Regions from separate parts of the Sus scrofa genome. Here region 2 is linked to region 1. A link is a contact called in public promoter capture Hi-C data. All regions are on one chromosome and are shown on one strand. The core of a region is the stretch at or near the end of the contact, and the rest is flanking DNA. Distances in the headings are between cores, read along the strand shown. Region 1 holds the start of PRDM10 (PR domain zinc finger protein 10). Region 2 holds the start of SNX19 (sorting nexin-19).

What was found. Promoter capture Hi-C pulls out the DNA fragments that hold promoters and counts their contacts.
Region 2: a contact with region 1 is called in a promoter capture Hi-C map of fetal skeletal muscle, with 3 times the contacts expected there. The contact joins the promoter of SNX19 here to the promoter of PRDM10 in region 1. A contact is called at or near these places in 1 of 5 promoter capture datasets (fetal skeletal muscle) and 1 of 47 Hi-C or Micro-C datasets (heart right ventricle).

The regions. Positions count from the first base shown.
Region 1 is chr9:56,747,540-56,752,722 of Sscrofa11.1, forward strand. It overlaps PRDM10 (PR domain zinc finger protein 10), which reads right to left and starts at 1,948. Exons shown (of 22, transcript XM_013979568.2): 1 at 1,824-1,948.
Region 2 is chr9:57,557,001-57,562,354 of Sscrofa11.1, forward strand. SNX19 (sorting nexin-19) reads right to left here and starts at 1,342. Exons shown (of 12, transcript XR_305478.3): 1 at 1-1,342. LOC110255462 (a long non-coding RNA gene) reads left to right here and starts at 1,454. Exons shown (of 3, transcript XR_002335758.1): 1 at 1,454-1,532.

The DNA of each region.
Region 1 (5,183 bases), core at 698-3,197:
TTCAAAATTTTTAAATGTGCATATTTAATACTAATTCAATCACTTTAAAACGGTTTATATTATGTCAATTTCACTTCACTTTAGAAAGTAAACCCAGGCAGTTTCCACGGTAGCTCAGCGGTAAGGAACCACACTAGGATCCACGAGAAGGCGAGTTCAATCCCTGATCTCGCTCAGTGGGTTAAGGATCCGGCGTTGCTGTGAGCTGTGGCGAAGGTCGCAGACACGACTAGGATCTGGCAATGCTGTGGCGTATAGGCTGGCAGCTGCAGCTCCAATTAGACCCCTGCCTGAGAACTTCCATATGCAGCAGGTGCGGCCCTATAAAGAAAGAAGGAAAAAAAAAAAAAAAGCCCAGAAGTTACTTTGTAAACGTATCAGGTTGAATCAACATTGCTTTAAGCAGAGCTTGCCTCGATCTTTTTTAATTTAGTTTTTTTCAATTTAGAACATCATATAAGTACAGTTCCTCAACACAGAAGCGCTTGCGGTGCTGGGGGTGGAGTGGGCAGTGTACCAAAAACACACACAGTACACCTTCCTGCCTTCAAAGAGCTTACAGCAAAAGGTGGAGAAACAAAGGAATGCGTCAGAAAAAGAGGCCGCAAACCCTCACGAGTGATTTGTTTTTTATGAAGTGCTTCTGAGTTTAAAGAACTTTGGGGGACGACCAGCCGGGCAAGATTTGAATAGGCTTCGAATGGCACATGGCCCAGCTGGGTGCGAACCCTCTCAAGCTTGATCCTCGACTTCAGACCTAGAAGGAGCCAGCCTTGTGCTTAAACGTACACAAACATTGACTGAAAATTGATCGGAACCCAACCAACCCGCCAAACAAGGCTAAGCACGAACGCACACAAAATTCGACAAATCTGCGTTCACTTGACTTAGCAGAGCACCCGAGATGTGGCCACAGGCTAAAAAGTGCTTAAGCAAAGCTGACGATAGGCTGGCAACTCAGTACCGCCAACCCGCTTCCCAAAGGCCTGTGGCTCAAGCCTCCGCACCCGTCCCCGCCGCCCCAGAGCAGAGGTGGACCTCGGCCTGCGCCCTGCCCACCGCGAACACTGTCCACCAAGAATGCCCCAAACGGGCCATCCATCCCTCGCCGGGTCCCGGGACGCCAACTTGTGCATAAGGAACTAGGAGCCAACAATCAATGGCAAGACGGTGGCGCGGCCTCCCGAGACAAAGCAGGGAACCCAGACCACTGAGCCCGCCGGCCCCTAGTCCAACGCCGCGCCGCCGCCCCCGCGCCCGCCAGCTGAGACCGCCTGCTGCACCCCGAGCGCCCGCCGCACCCCAAGCGCCCGCCCAACCGCCGCCGCAGAAGCGTGCAGGGCGCCCAACCGCCGTCCCGGCCCAACCAACGCGGGCAGGGGAGGAGAGGTGCGCGCGGCCGGCGGAGCGTGCGAGCCGCTCGGGGGTCGCAGGGGGGAGGCTGCGCGCGGGGAAGGCAGGGCGAAGAGGCGCCGGAGCCATGGCTGAACACAGCGCCAGGAGGGGCTCGGGTAGGGGATTTTGCCCCTTTCCCCTTGGAAGGTGCAGATGGTTTGACCCCCCACCCCGAGTGAGGTGCCTTGTCCCAGCCCCGGCTGGACTGTACCATCGGGCGGTGCCGCCGGGATTTCTCCCCCCCACCACCATCACCAAGCTCCCCCCCCACCCGGGTCCGCGGTCGGTTGGCCCCGGCCGGGCTCTGAGACGCGGAAAGAGCTTGGCGCCATTTTGGGTGGGACTAAGCAAAGACGAAACACCCTCCCAGTCGATGGGGTACTCTGGACGCTGGCTTATCCGGTTCCCTTAATCCTTTAGGTACTTACACGACGTTGGGTGAGGGGAGCTGGTAGATCAGCGGGTCCCCGATCCTCTCTCCCTAGGGGTGATGGAAATCAAACCCCCCCGCCACCTCCAGGTGGTTCTTCCCGCCGCAGAGTGGGAGCAGCATAAAAGGCGGGGCTTCATTAGCATAATCTGCCTGGCAACCTGATCTCGGCGTTATATGATTGGTTGAACTCTGTAAACTCCTTGCCCTGCCGAAAGACGAGTAACGCTGGGGCGAACTGACAGGCCCAGATTTAAGACTCATGACGAAGATCCTGAGACGCTTATTCAGTCGGTGGAGAAGCCAAAAGGAGATTCACACAATGGCCCAATGGCTGAAGGCCTCTTTATTTCGTGCTCTGCTGTTCGTTTAAAATCCAATCAAAGAGCGGGTTTCGGGCAGCGTTCGCCTGCGTTTGTGCTCTAAGCCAATCAGAAGAGCCGACTCTTCGGATTCAGGGTCAAGACAGCTCACCGGGACCCGCCGTGGCCCAGGTGGGAGAGTTCCAGCCTCTGTTCTTCGGGTGGCAGCTCGCCAGCCTCAGTGCCCCAAGTGGGAGGAGGGACTGCAAGTCTGTCGGGTGTCAAGCCTTCCCCGCACGCACCCGAGAGCCCTAGCCCTGAGAGCTGCATCCCGGGACACGGTGGGCCAAGCGCACGCCCGCCTGCTCCGGCCTCTGCTGCCAAATCCACGCCACGAGCGGGACCCGAGCGGAGCCGGCCCACGGCGTCTAAACTCAACCCTGCAGACCCAGGGAGCGCCGGTCTGAGTCTCTCCTTTCCTTTTACCATTCTGAAAAATTTCACAAACATGAAGTGTTACGAAACACTGGTTAACCAAAGACTTAGCTCTGTTTTCTTAACCTCAGGCTCCCACATCGTACCGTCCCTCAAAACTGCCTCTGCAAAGGAGCCAAGTGCAGAGAAATGAGCTCAGACTCTACAATAAAACACCAGCTCTAGTTCCCCACCCCTAATATGAATAGCAGCTAGAACTTGAAGAGACCTAGAGCCTTTCCACGTACAGGGAACAATTATCCCATCCATGACATCTACCTTGCTATGTTGTTTAGAAGACTAAGTGGGATTTACATGTAAAATACTTAGCACACTAGAATCTAAACGGATAAAAGTGTTAACGGCGATAGGAGTTTCCTTGGTGGCTCAGAGGTTAACGAACCCGAGTAGCATCATGAGGATGCTGGTTCAATCCCTGGCCTTGCTCAATGGGTTAAGGACCTGGCGTTGCAGTGAGCTGTGGTGTAGGTCGCAGACAAGGCTCGGATCCAGCGTTGCTGTGGCTCTGGTGTAGGCTGGTGGCTACAGCTCCGACTGGAGCCCTAGCTTGGGAACCTCCATATGCCAGTGAGGCCCTAGAAAGACAAAAAAAAAAAGACAAAAAAAAAGTGTTAACGGCGATAAAACATGCAAAATTGCTAAACTACTGGCTAACCAACAAAAAAAAAAAAGTACAATTAAGCAAAACAATAGAAAACAACGTGGGTGAAGGAGAGGAGGATGTAAAATTTATTCAATAATATTCCTTTTGCTGTTTTATTTATTTATAAAACTGGAGGAGTTCCTGCCCTGGCACAGTGGGTTAAGAATCCGGCTGCAGCGAGTCACTGCTATGGCACTTGTTCAATCCCTCTCTTGTCGCAGTGGGTTAAAGGATTTGGCCTTGCCACAGCTGTGGCATAGGTCACAACTACTAGTGGGATTGAGTCCCTTGCCCAGGAACTTCTATATGCCAAGGTGCAGCAATTTAAAAAAATATACGTATTAACTATTAAATTTGTACACAGAACTCTCTCCTATACAAGTATTGAATATGGACTATGTACCAATCACTGTTCTAAACAGTGAGAATGGGAATAGAGAACCAAAAGCAAAAAGCTTCTGCTAGAGTTCCCGTCGTGGCGCAGTGGTTAACGAACCCGACTAGGAACCATGAGGTTGCGGGTTCGATCCCTGCCCTTGCTCAGTGGGTTAACGATCCGGCGTTGCCGTGAGCTGTGGTGTAGGTTGCAGACGCGGCTCGGATCCCACGTTGCTGTGGCTCTGGTGTAGGCTGGCGGCTACAGCTCCGATTCTACCCCTAGCCTGGGAACCTCCATATGCCGCGAGAGCGGCCCAAGAAAATGGCAAAAAGACAAAAAAAAAAAAAAAAAAAAAAAAAAAAAAGCTTCTGCTCTCATGGAGCTTGTATTTCTAGTGGAGGCAACAGAGGAAAATTGATAAATAAGATAATTCCAGGGGATGCCAAGTGCTACGAAGAAAATAAAGCAGGGAAATGCAAAGGGGTTAGGAGGATGCTGGCAGTTTAAATGCGAATGTCAAGAAACTACTTCTTAGATGCTAACATTTGAGCTCAGATCTGAATAATGAAAAAAGCCTACCATGCCAAGATCATGGAGAACCTTCCAATCTAAAGCCAGCGAATGTAAAGGCATGGGGGGAGGGGTGCATATATATATATTATATATATAATATATATATATACATATTCATTCTTCCACTGAATAAATATTCATTGAATCCTTATGCTATTTCAGGCACTGTCCTAGATGCTTTGAGATTTCTCAGCACTATAGACAAAAACACAACTCATAAAAATCCCAGGGAGTTCCTGTCGTGGCGCAGTGGTTAACGAACCCGACTAGGAACCATGAGGTTGCAGGTTCAGTCCCTGCCCTTGCTCAGCGGATTAACGATCCGGCATTGCCGTGAGCTGTGGTGTAGGTCGCAGACAAGGCTCAGATCCCGCGTTGCTGTGGCTCTGGTGTAGGCTGGTGGCTACAGCTCCAATTCGACCCCTAGCCTGTGAACCTCCATATGCCGCGGGAGCGGCCCAAAGAAATAGCAAAAAGACAATAAATAAATAAATAAATAAAAATCCCAACCTGGAGATTCCTGTCATGGTTCATCAGAAATGAATCAGACTAGTATCCATGAGGTCTCAGGTTCCATCCCTGTCCTCTCTCAGTGGGTTAAGGATCTGGCATTTCTGTGAGCTGTGGTGTAGGTCACAGATGCCCCTGGGATCTGGCATTGCTATGGCTGTGGCCTAAGCTGGCAGCCGCAGCTCAGATTTGACCCCTAGCTGGAACCTCCATATGCCATGGGTACATCCCTAAAATGACACACACACAAAAATCCCAACCTTTATGGATCCTTTGCTCTAAACACACTGAAGGATATAAAAAAGCCTGAGTCAAGAACACAGAGCAAGGAATATAGTGACTCAAGAAAACTTGGCGAAACAGGGAAGGGCCAGATCATATACAGTTTTGAAAGATATAGTATGTAAGTTATTAATGCTTTTTTTTTTTTTTTTTTTTTTTTTTTGGCTGTACCCA
Region 2 (5,354 bases), core at 92-2,591, 810 kb after region 1:
ACTGGCTTGGCAGAGGGGTTTCATTGTTCCAGCTGGATTATTTCTGGCCTTGGAAAAGATGCCCACGAGTACAAGGTGAATCCAGTCAGGATCTGAGAGCTTGCTGATCAACGGTAAGATCACATTGCAAGTGATGAGTTCCACCACTACATGGCGGCCAGTCCGGGTCTCCAAGTGGGGCTTTGGCACTAGCCCTTTAAGCAACAGGTCCACAATTTCACGTGTATAGGTGACTTCAGTACTGGGGCTCTGGACTGCAGGATGTGGGGCAGTGGTCCGGCAATAGGCCTCCCAAAGCTGGGAGGGCTCAACTGTGCCACTCTGCTTCCCTGCAGTGGCCTCCTTTGCCTGAATATAGCTCTGCAGGTGGCAACCGCAAAGCGTCAGAACCCTCTGGGCGAGAGCATGGCGGTCCACCATGGCCATCCGCCTCCGCAGCTCCTGCACCAAACCCCTCATGGCTGCCTCCATCTCCTCCTCAAAGGCCGGCTCCTGGCTCACTGTGCGGTACCAGGACGACACAAAATCCCGCATGATCAGGCGGATGGTGCGGTCGATCTCCTGCTCCAGCTGCCTCTCGGCCTCGGGGTTTGGGGGGCAGATGGCCAACGGGATAAAGCGTTCCAGGTGCAGCCGACCTGAAGCCCCCACGATGGCGTCGGAGCCCAGCCATCCTCCCAGCACCAAAAGCAACGCAGACAGAAGGCACAAAAGCCACACGTTGACCAGGAGGTGGATGACCAGGAGCCAGCCTAGCACGGCCCCCACGGCCAACAGCTTACGGCTACTAAACAGGTGACCGAGGCTGCAGCTGGGTTCGGCAGCGGGCTCCTGAGAGAGAGCTGCGGCCTCTGCCTCCATGGCGCACCGGAGGGGGCTCCCCGGGCGACCACCCTCCTTCTCCTCTTCGGAGTCGGGGGCCCGGCGCCGTCTGCGGCGCGGGCACGAGATTCAGGCACTGGCCAGGCTCCAGCCGGGCTGCCGGCCCAGACGTTCTACAGGCAGCGCCCGGTGATTGCGGCGGCTCGACAGCTCGGCCCAGCTGCAGCCCCCTCCGACCGGGGCGCTGCACAGGAGAAAAAGCCTGTGGACTTCATGGTGCCCGATCGGTGTGCGGCGCGCGGCCACAGAGGGGGGCAGGGTCGTCGGCCCACTGAGCACTTACCAACGCCGAGGAACGGTGCGCCAGGGGATGGCTCGCGCACCGTCCGGCTGAGCCCCGGCCGCCGTGAACGCAGAGCCGTCTCCTCGGTGGGATCCAGCTGCCTGGTTGCCTGCAGTCCGCAGCCCAGCTCCTTTCTGGGCTGCCGGCCGGCCGGGCGCCGGCGACCACTTCCGGGTCGATGCCGGCAGGAGCGAGGCCTGTTGGGAGAGCGCTGCGCGCCCCGCGGCCCGGCGCCCTCTGGCGGCGAGGAGCCGCCGTGACTGCAGAGCACAGACGGGTCTCTGCCCCTGAGAGCTCTCAGAGCGCGAGCCCATCGCGCGTGCGCCCCAGTTCCCAGCGCGGAGCAGACCTGAGAGCGGGCTTGCAGGTAACGACCCTCTGAAACTCGGACTTCCAGCTCCAGTGATTAAACGACATCTGTAAACACCTTCTACCATTTAGGCAAACTCAGCAGTCCAGTTTATTTTAATTTCATGTAGGCATTTTTTTTCACGGGCCTAATACATTTTAACGTTCATCCCCCACCCCCAACTCCCTCCCCTCTCCCATCCCCAGGTACTCAGGAATTGCGAAATACAAGGCGGGAAACATTAATACAGAGATAGATTTATTCCTGAAATTTCATAATACTGTATAACAAAGTCATATTTGTGATTTGGGGTTATTTGCTCGTGGCATTCCGGGGGCAATCAAATCTTTTGAATATCTGGTGTATTCAATCACTGGGGTAGGTAATCTGGAGGAATAGAAGTGGTCCTTGTCGTCAAGGACCTTGCCAGTAATTGGGGAGATGAGTTCTTGGATCATGAGTGAGTATTTAATAATGCAAGTCAGTATGGGATATGGTACAATGCAGATTATTATACATATCAGGGGAAGGAAGGGTCACTGAGGGTTGAGGCAGTTAAGGGGGACCTCATAGAGAAGGTCTTTCTGCTGTGTCTTCAAGAAGGAATGTTTCTATTCCCTTCCATCTCCTCTCCCCTTCTCCCCAAACACCCCGGAAAAGACAGCAGAGGTAGAGATGTATGTCCAGACAACCTTCTAATAGAATTGCTTGGGAATGTGTTTTATGTGTGGTTGTTTTTGGTTTTAGTAAATTTGCCTTCAGTGGTCTGCATAGAATTACATATAGGAAAATTAAGTATCTGACAGCAGCACTGAGTGTGTATAAGAGCGTTTGTGCCAGTTTCCTGTGAAGCCAGCTTCCTTCTCCATCTTGGTCCCTAGGAGCTCTGTGTGCACATGGCTGTCCTTTTTATTTTGGCCCAGGACGGATATCATTTGTACAGAGCTGCTCGTGGCTGCCCATCGTCAGTGATCCATATGTTGGTTATGGCCTTTCATCACCACAGCATCAGTCCCCAGGTATTTACAGGAATCTTCAAACTCCAGCCCAAAATCATGCCAACAGGAAACATATTGTGGCATCTCTCCTTTTCTGCTGTCGGTACAGATTTCTTTTTTTTCCTTTATTTTTTAATTTTTAATTTTTTTGGTCTTTTTAGGGTTGCACCCATGGCATATGGAGAGGTTCCCAGGCTAGGCATCGAATCAGAGCTGTAGCTGCCTGCCTATACCACAGCCACAGCGATGCCAGATCCGAGCCACATCTGCAACCTATACCACAGCTCACCGCAACACCGGATCCTTAACCCACTGAACGAGGCCAGGGATGAAACCTGCGTCCTCATGGATGCTAGTCAGATCCGTTTCCACTGAGCCACGACAGGAACTCCCAGATTTCTTTGGAATGCAGAGGGACTCATCGTTTAGATGTGCGGCTTTGTTCATGATGAACTGAGTTCATGGTTTAGCTCATGAAGCAAAAGTTTGATTTAGGATCCAAGTGTCCACAGAGCGAACTGGGCACGTCCCTAGGATCCTAGAACGCTGGCCACTTGCTGCGGCTCTGCTTCCCACAGAAAAGGAGCATAAGTGGGTGCTGCCATCCTTGTCCTCCCAGACCATCCCTTGTGCTCAGGGACGGTTAGAAGATCACAGGATGCTCTGGGGAAACATCCCCGCCATGTAGCTGAGAACTGAGATGAGACGTGGGTGATGAAGGCACCAAGCATGATTCTGAAGACTTGCTGTGACAGTTCAGAGAGGAAGTTTACTCTGCAGCATAATCTGGAATGTTCAGGGCAGTAAGAACCTGACCTTGGAAGTGGGCTTGGTGCCACCTGCCCAGATGGTCTGGAGTGAGGAGGTAGCCAGCAGTGCCTTCCGGATTCTGAAGTGGATGTGAGGAGGCGGGGCTCTCGGATGAACACGCCAGTGCACTTGTCATTTTGACTGGCATGAGCTGCTGCCTGGGGCCTGGGGCGAGCCTTAGTCTCCACACCCGGTGGTGGGGTGTGTGTGTGTGTGTGTGGTGGGTGTGTGTGTGTGGTGGGTGTGGTGAGGGGGTGCACTGGCTGCCAGGCCGCATCACTCACCACCTCCGATATCCTTCTTTCTTTCCTTCTGATCATTTCTTGAAACATTCTAGGCATCTTGCCAGAGTGCTGGGGATAACAGGACGCATAGACACTGTAATTCTCCTCAGGGGACCCAGTCTAGTTACAGGAGAGAGACATTGTTGTGTCCTGGTTTGATATGATTTCAGATCCACTTGACGTAAGTGGATTTCATCCACTTCTTTATGACAAAGACCAAAAAAATTTGTGTTTAGAGGCAACGTTGCTCTGGTGAAACTGAAGCAGACCACATCACGCTGACATTGTCTTATCTGTTGTCTTGAGGAGCGCTTAGCAGCTTAGCTGCCGAGGGGCCCATGGGGGCTCATTGATAAGAATATGTTGGAAGCCTCCATGGCTAGAGGATAGTTAGATTCTAAATACCGAGGGGTTTGTGAGGAGTGTCTGGGAGTTTCCATCCAGGAAGAAGTCATTGTCTGCCAGTTGAGCTCTCTGAAGATCTCGGGGCACTTGTCCTGCTGTGGCCAGGCTGCTCAGGGCTGGCAGTGGTGGCAGAGGGCACGGTCTCAGGAGACAGGGCCCGTGTGTCCCTGCCGCAGAGATGAGCTGGTCTGGGCTGTGGTGCCAGCCAAGGGGGAAGGTCCCTGCCTCGCCTGCCCCCTGACACCCCCACCTTCATTCCCTAGCTCTGGCGACAGGGGGCTCTTGTTCTGAGCTGGCAGCTGGAAGTCAGCTCGCAGTGGTTCTCCCATATACCAGCCTGGCCCGTATAAAGGCACCGCTCGAGCTGCACTTGGACTTTCTTTCTTTCATCTCCCCTTGCCTGGAATAATTGTGTCATTAATCTCTCTCTCTCTCTCTTTTTGTTTCTTTTCGCTTTTTTGGCTGCCCCATGGCATATGGAATTCTCAGGTCAGGATCAGATCCAAGCCACAGTTGTGACCTAAGCTGCAGCTGCGTCAATGCTGGATCCTTATCCCACTGAGTGAGGCCAGGGATCGAATCTGCATCTTCCTGGATACTAGTCTGGTTCGTTTCCGCTGAGCCGCCGTGGCAACTCCCGGTGTATGTTGTTTCTTAACGGGCTTACTAAGAGACATTACCCTGTGTGCTGTTCACTTGTCAGATTCCCACTGTGAATCTGTGCTCAATACACTGTTAGCAAAGACGATCTCAGTCTCTGGGCTTCATTTGCCCCTGAAACAGAACAGACACGTAATTGGATAAATATAAGTAAACGTGATCACATGGGGTGTGATGGTTGCAGGAGAAATACAGGGACATGAGAACTCAGAGGAATGGGGCCACCTGGGACATTGAGTGGTGCTGATAAAGTCTTCATGGAAGGTTTACTCTTGAGTTGGAAAAAGAAAAAGTAATTTTAGGTGAATGGGAGGGGGTACAGAGAGCAAAGAGGATGGGGGGTCTTTTAGGCGGAGGAGCAGTGAGAAACAGGGCCGGGGAGTGTAGCAGGAGGACATGATGGAGGCAGCTTGTTTCGCACCTTGATTTTTGTCTCAAAAAGAAGAGTCAAGGTAACTCAGGGAAAAGAAGGGTTGTGATGGGACAGGTGATGTGAGAAGAGCTAATGGTTTGGAATTGTTGCAATGAGAAACAGAAGGAGTAAGAAGCTCACAGAGGAGAATGAGGAAGACGAAGGATGGAGGATGGAGTTAAATATCATGACTTTGTAGTGGTGCCAAGATGTATCCTTGAGTGTTTCCTCCCCAGGTGTTTAGCGCCCTCCATGTAGGGGAGAAGGAGGC